Linked DNA regions of Pan troglodytes: region 1 is linked to region 2. Evidence: chromatin contacts called from public Hi-C data. All regions are on one chromosome and are shown on one strand. The core of a region is the stretch at or near the end of the contact, and the rest is flanking DNA. Distances in the headings are between cores, read along the strand shown.

Region 1 (3,222 bases), core at 159-2,658, 190 kb before region 2:
GTAAAGAGTTTAATTAATGCAGGGCAGCCTAGCAGGAGGACTGGAGTTATCACTCAGATAAGTCTCCCCAGGAACTCAGAGCCCAGGTTTTTTATGGATAATTTGGTGGGCAGGGGGCTAGGGAATGGGTGCTGCTGATTGGTTGGAGATGAAATCATAGGGGTATAGAAAATGGTCCTCATGTGCTGAGTCCACCTCTGGATGGGGGCCACAGGACTGGTTGAGTCATGGGTCTGGGTGGGGTCAGTCAGTTGCCAGAATGCTGTCTGAAAAACATCTCAAAAGACCAATCTTAGATGCTACAATAGTGATGTTATCTATAGAAGCAACTGGGGAAGACACATCTTGTGACCTCTGGCCACGTGACTCCTGAGCAGTAAGGGATTATAGAAACTACACCTTCATTTTAGAATTCAGACCCTTCTCATAATCCTAGTCTTGTGGACTTTTATTAGTTTTCAGTCCGTGAGCCAGGAGGGCATTAGTTTTAGGGAGGGACTATTATCATCATTGTTTCAAAGTTAAATTATAAACTAAATTCTCCCCATGGTTAGCCTGCCCTAGGCCCAGGAAAAAGCAAAGGCAGCCAGTCTGTGAGGCCAGAAGCAAGAATGGAGTCAGCCATGCTGGACTTCTCTCACTGTCATCATCTTTGCAAAGGTGGTTTCAATCAGAAAACACCAATAAGTTAGTTTCATTTTGAACAAAGGAGAAAATATCTTGTATATTCTCATACTGAATGCTTGACACCAACTCTCTCTGGAAGTTTCTATCATGAGGATATTCCTGGAGCTTTGGACAAAATCCACTTTGGCAGAACCACATTTAAATATGACGCTAGGCTGGGCACAGTGGCTCACACTTGTAATCCCAATGCTTTGGGAAGCCAAGGCAGGAGGATTGTTCGAGGCCAGGAGTTCAAGACCAGCCTGGGCAATGTAGCAAGACCCCGCCTCTGCAAAAAATTTAAAAATTAGCCATGTATGGTCGTGTATACCTGTAGTCCCAGCTACTTGGGAGGCTGAAGCAGGAGGATTGCTTGAGGCCAGGAGTTCAAGGCTGCAGTGAGCTGTTAATAAGATCAAGCCACTGCACTCCAGCCTTGGTGTCAGAGAGATACTGCCTCTAAAAAATAAAATTAAAAAACAAACAAATACATAACTGTGACTCCAGAAAAATGGTAGACCTAAAAGCAGCTAAAGTAAATGGAGATATTTTCAATGAAAATGTTGGGAAAAAATCTTGTAAAGTGGTATTTGCAAAGTAGAACTCCTCTTTAAGGTATCAAAGTGCTTCAGACTAAGGAACACTATTTGAATGTTCTGCGTTTATCTGTACCTACTACCTTCATAATTTCCCCATCCTCTGTTGTATGCACTCTACAGAACCTCTTTCCTATCGGGGCTTTCCAGTCAAAATGACTCATCCAGCTGCAGAATCTAGTTTCTCCGCCCTAAGTATCTAGGAATGAGTCACTCAAATGAGTTGCTTCTTTTTTAACTTCAATGGAATTAGGCTTGAAAGATTCATGATGGGGGAGGGTCCTGGGAAAGGGGCCTGTGCTGAGGTTATCAGGGAAATCAGCTGTATTATAGGAATGGGAAAGAGGCCAGGAAACAGGATAATGAGGGAGTGGGATAGCCTGGAGGTAGAATGATTTATAAAAAAAGATTAGATCCAAATTCTGGCTGTCTTTGTTAGATTATGGAGGCAGGAATTAATTGGTTATGTGGATTGTAGGTAACCATTTTGTGGCAAGATGACTTAAAAGGTAAGATGACTCATCCTAATTATTTTTTTTTTTGCTCACTAATTTTCTATGTACTGTATAGTCACTTGCACCCACAGAAAAACAAGGGGAAAGTTTACTCAGGAAAAAAAAAAAATGTGTACTCTTGCAAATGCTTTTAACATGTAGGCAAGCTTTCGGTATGTGAAAGTTATTTCTGACACAATTTTTGGTCAAATTGTTTTTCATTTTTATGAAAATGTTAATTTTTAAAGCACTCTGGTCTATCTCCCAACTGTTACTTTTATCACTCGAAAATGTGGTATTTTAAAAATATCATCACTGGTGTCATACTAAGACTTGCCATGCCTTTCATAGTAATTAATGTTTTTTGTTTTTTGGGTGTTTTTTTGTTTGTTTTTTTGTTTTTTTTTTTAAAGCAGCCTGGCACAGTGGCTCATGCCTGTAATCCCAGCACTTTGGGAGGCCAAGGCGGGCGAATCACGAGGTCAGGAGTTCAAGACCAGCCTGGCCAAGATGGTGAAACCCCATCTCTACTAAAAATACAAAAATTAGCTGGGCGTGGTGGTGGGCGCCTGTAATCCCAGCTATTTGGGAGGCTGAGGCAGAGAATTGCTTGAACCCGGGAGGCGTTGGTTGCAGTGAGCTGAGATGGCGCCACTGCACTCCAGCCTGGGCGACAGAGCGAGACTACGTCTCAAAAAAAAAAGCACTGGGACATGAAAAAGAAAAATGAAAGTTATCTTTGGGTGATGATGGGAACTCTGATTGAGGGTTTTAGTTTTGTTTCCCCCTACCACCACCTTGTCTCTCTTCTTCTAGTTTTCTATAATGAGCATGAAACACTTCTATAAAGAAAAATTAAATGTTTAGAGGGAGTAAGATGTTAAGGAACAAAGGTAAGATTCATGGTGCTCTGAGTTAATAGGCCGTAAGCTTAATAATTATGGTTATACACAGGATAGGTCTTTGTCAGAGACTGCTAAACATCTTGTACAACAATCTTGTGTAAAAAACAGTGGTCAGGAAAAGACTCCCCAGAAGGTGAAATTCCAACAAATTTTGGCAGAGTCATTTCAGAAACGTTAAAGTTACACATCCTGTAAGTTATTAATAAAGATGTGAAATCCTTGTATGAAATACGACTATGATCACAGTCATTTCCATTTGGAGGTTCACGAAGCTTACTCAAGGAATGATTGAAGTTTGAGGGTGGTTACTTATTTTTAACCTTGCAAGGGAGATTCATGAATTAAATTAATCTTAGGGCACTAGGTGTGATAGAAGAACTGCACGCCATTTTCTCTATCTTGGTTGTTGAAAATAGAGTGTTCAATGGGACAGTCTGTTGTACTGTCTCATTGCATCATTGGTCTCATAAGTATCAGTGACTTAGGTATAATTAATAAAATAATAGCTGCCGTGGGAGGGTATTTTCAGTCGTTATATCAAAATGTATAATAAGCATTCTA
Region 2 (3,262 bases), core at 42-2,541:
CATGCTAGTTTTGTCTCTCCTAATAGAATACAGCCCTTAAAAAACCTGTCCTTGTCTTTGACTTTTTAAAAACCTCTTGTTACCCTGAACACAAACCGGTATTTAGTGCAAAATTATTGTAAAAGAATATTCTGAACATTGTAGACAACAGCAAAATGCTGAATAATCCACACAGTTTTTCTGGAAACTTTTGGCTTTCTACCAAGTTGGAAAAGTTTTATTAGTTTATGTTTTCTAAACATATGGATTAGGGTACAACTCTTAAGACAGATAATACAAAATTTTTATATTATTTTGGTTTAGGTCGTCTTTCATTTTCTAATGAGAAATACATATGAAGACAGCATGCCCTCTGCTGAAAGAGATTTAGGCCCTGCCCGGCACGCCATGTGACGGAACCTAGATACTGTTTGTAACTTTTAGTTTGAATCCAACTTTTATATCCTGGATTTTATTTCCCGGAAAAGAGTTTCAATTTCACTCTTTGGTAGGAGTCATAGTGGCTTTCTCTGACGCGGCCTCAGGTTAACCATTTACCGGGTTTGGCAGCGACAAGGGAAGAGCCACCTTAACAAAGCTGCCTTGCTGTGGCTCAGAGATAACCTGAGAAACCTAACCAAGATGAGAATTTTAAAACACTGTTTACGTACAGGGCCTTTTTTTGTTAAACCTTCCATTTGAACCCATTTGCCGACTCCTGCCTGTCCACACATATCCGCACCCCTAACATCAATATTAGGAGAATATTCGATAATACTCTCCTTTTCCTTCCCCCACCCCAAATCCTCCAGGGGGCGCCCCGGAGGACCGCGCTGGCCCCCCGGCGGGAGGGCGGCCGTAGGCGGGAGCCCAGTCCCGACTCCTGGACGCCGCGCGCACTCCCCATACTCACCCGCCCGAAGCCACGGAAGTGCCACCTGACCCCGCCCCTTCCGCCGGATCCTCCCACGCAGGCGCAGCGCCGACTGCAGGCGCGTGGGGCCCGGGGATCGCCTGGGGCCGGGTGGCGGTGCGGGGCATGGCCAGGGTCCCCGTGGACGTGGCCGCGCAGTTCCGGCGTGTGGCGGAGAGCGAGTGAGCGTGAAGGTCTCCCGGCCTGCAGCAGGCTGCGGAAGCTCTGCGCCGGGAAGTTCTCTGGCGGGGGAGGGGAGGGCGGTTTACGTCCTTTGGGGTAGGTTTTGCCCTTTTTAAGATCCACATGAAATCTTTCGCCTCCGAAGTTCGAGGGTAACTTTCGTTCCCTCCTGGCCTTCGCGACACCCTCGAGTCGGACGGAGGCCGAGTCGTGCCCTCACCCCCAGCAGCCTGCGGCGGCCGGGACCCCCGGAGGCCCTTCTTCCGCTCCTTGGAAACTTAAAATGTGGGGTGAGGGAGAGACGCGTTACGTTTGACAGACCGGTGAAATTAAAGACACTCAAGCTTCTCAGAGTGATTTGAAGAAATGCTCAGCGTTCTGCCGAAATATAGTTTTAAGTTTTTAAACCACGGCATGGTTTTTAAAGGCTGAAGGACCCACAGTTTTTTTCTCTTAAAGGGCACCCATTCATTTTGATTAATATTTCTTAACATGCAGCCAAAGCCAGGACTCGGGCTCACTGCTGCAGGGGTGTCCTCGGGAAGTCCCGAGGGGGGAAAGGCGCACAAGCCTGAAATGGAGATGAAAATAAACAGGCATAATATTTGCTACCTCACTGCGTGGGCGGAGTAGTAACTAATTCTTAAAAAACGTCTTAGATAACGTGTAAGTAGTAAAGCCGTTGTATGCTAATCTAGAATTTTTGAGAAAAAATCACCCAAATGTTTGCTATAATGTGATAAAGATAGCATCCATCGGCAGTAGCCAGGATGAAATGACGAGTAGATATGGTTATAAATGGGGCCCATGCAGTATAATTAGTATATGAAACCAAGATGTCAGTCCTCACACAGAATTTGTGTAATGATATGCATTTGGGAGGCTTCAGGCCTTTTCAGCTATTTGATACAGGTTGATTCTTACTGAATACAGAATAATAAAAAATGAATTACTGGTCTCACCATTTTCATTATTACTATTTGGACCAAAAGACTACCACTTTTACTCCAAAGATTGTAGACTCAATAGCCAATGACAGAAAATTAAGCACAAGTCTAAATGAAGCCGAGGATCTAGTAGAAAGAACATAGAATCAGACCTTTCAAATCTCAGCCTATTGAACACAAACAGAATGACAGTTCTTGAGACGGTTTACTTCCTTTCTTTAAACTTGGCGTTGCTCATCTGAACAATTGTTTCGGAAAGGGTTACGTTTGATGAAAGCTCAGTTTGTGCTACCTTAGAAGTGAAGAAGTTTGTTAATTTTAAAATTGAGTTAATCCTTACCTGCTTTTCGTTCTACAAACTCAAACACTTTCATGCATGTCACTTTTTTATTCAGAAGTTTTCTAAACAGTACAGCTTAGGGAACACATTTCCATGGAACATTAGTGTTTTGCAAAATGTTAATAGATGCTTCATGGGAAAAAAATTGCTAGCATCACCAATACTGGCGAAAATATGAACCTGTCATTATGAGACTATGGGAAATACACCTTTGTAGAGCTCTTGCCAAAAATGTTTAACCTGAATCTGATTGTGAGGAAACACTCAGATAAATTCTGAATGTGATTTGTTCGGACTTTTCAATAAGGTTAATAAGGAAGACAATAAAAAAAGGCAGGAGGACTGATCTACATTAAAGACAGCTGTCAACTAGATAGCCTTAAGGATTTAAAAAATTTGAACCTGGGCTGGGCGCAGTGGTTCACGTCTGTAATCCCAGCACTTTGGGAGGCCGAGGCGGATGGCTCACCAGGTCAAGAGATCGAAACCATCCTGGCCAACATGGTGAAACCCTATGTCTACTAAAAATACAAAAATGAGCTGGGTGTGGTGGCACGTGCCTGTAGTCCTAGCTACTCCGGAGGCTGAGGCAGGAGAATCGCTTGAACCCGGGAGGCGGAGGTTGCAGTGAGCCGAGATTGCGCGACTGCACTCCAGCCTGGCGACAGAGACTCCAGTCTCAAAAAAACAAAACAACAACAACAACAAAAAAAAAGTTGGTAGTTTCAGGTGAATAGTATATAAATGTACTTTTAACTCATCTATAGATTTGAAAATTTTCAAAATAAATAGTTGAGGACAAATTGTAGCTAGCAATGCTGGAAACCCATTTCTGCATCCCAGCAGGTGGCAGCAAATTAATACTCCATAACGTACAAGAAAATCATTGCAATTTCCTCG

The links. A called contact is a pair of places that touch in the nucleus more often than the background predicts.
Region 1: a Hi-C map of stem cell-derived neural progenitor cells shows a contact between it and region 2, with 2.3 times the contacts expected there. The contact joins the enhancer-like site here to the promoter of MMAA in region 2. A contact is called at or near these places in 1 of 7 Hi-C or Micro-C datasets (stem cell-derived neural progenitor cells) and 1 of 1 datasets of contacts at active chromatin or transcription factors (stem cell-derived excitatory neurons).

What each region holds. Positions count from the first base shown.
Region 1 is chr3:147,595,922-147,599,143 of NHGRI_mPanTro3-v2.0_pri, reverse strand. The region is part of intron 8 of ZNF827 (zinc finger protein 827); the gene reads left to right. Among named protein-coding and RNA genes, the nearest start is that of C4H4orf51, 130 kb to the right of the region's middle. Within about 2 kb of position 1,408, at least 9 of the 24 cell types and tissues checked have an H3K27ac peak or open chromatin away from gene starts, as enhancers often do. A contact at or near this core is called in stem cell-derived neural progenitor cells, where this site is marked.
Region 2 is chr3:147,408,112-147,411,373 of NHGRI_mPanTro3-v2.0_pri, reverse strand. It overlaps MMAA (metabolism of cobalamin associated A), which reads right to left and starts at 1,291. Exons shown (of 7, transcript XM_526697.9): 1 at 893-1,291.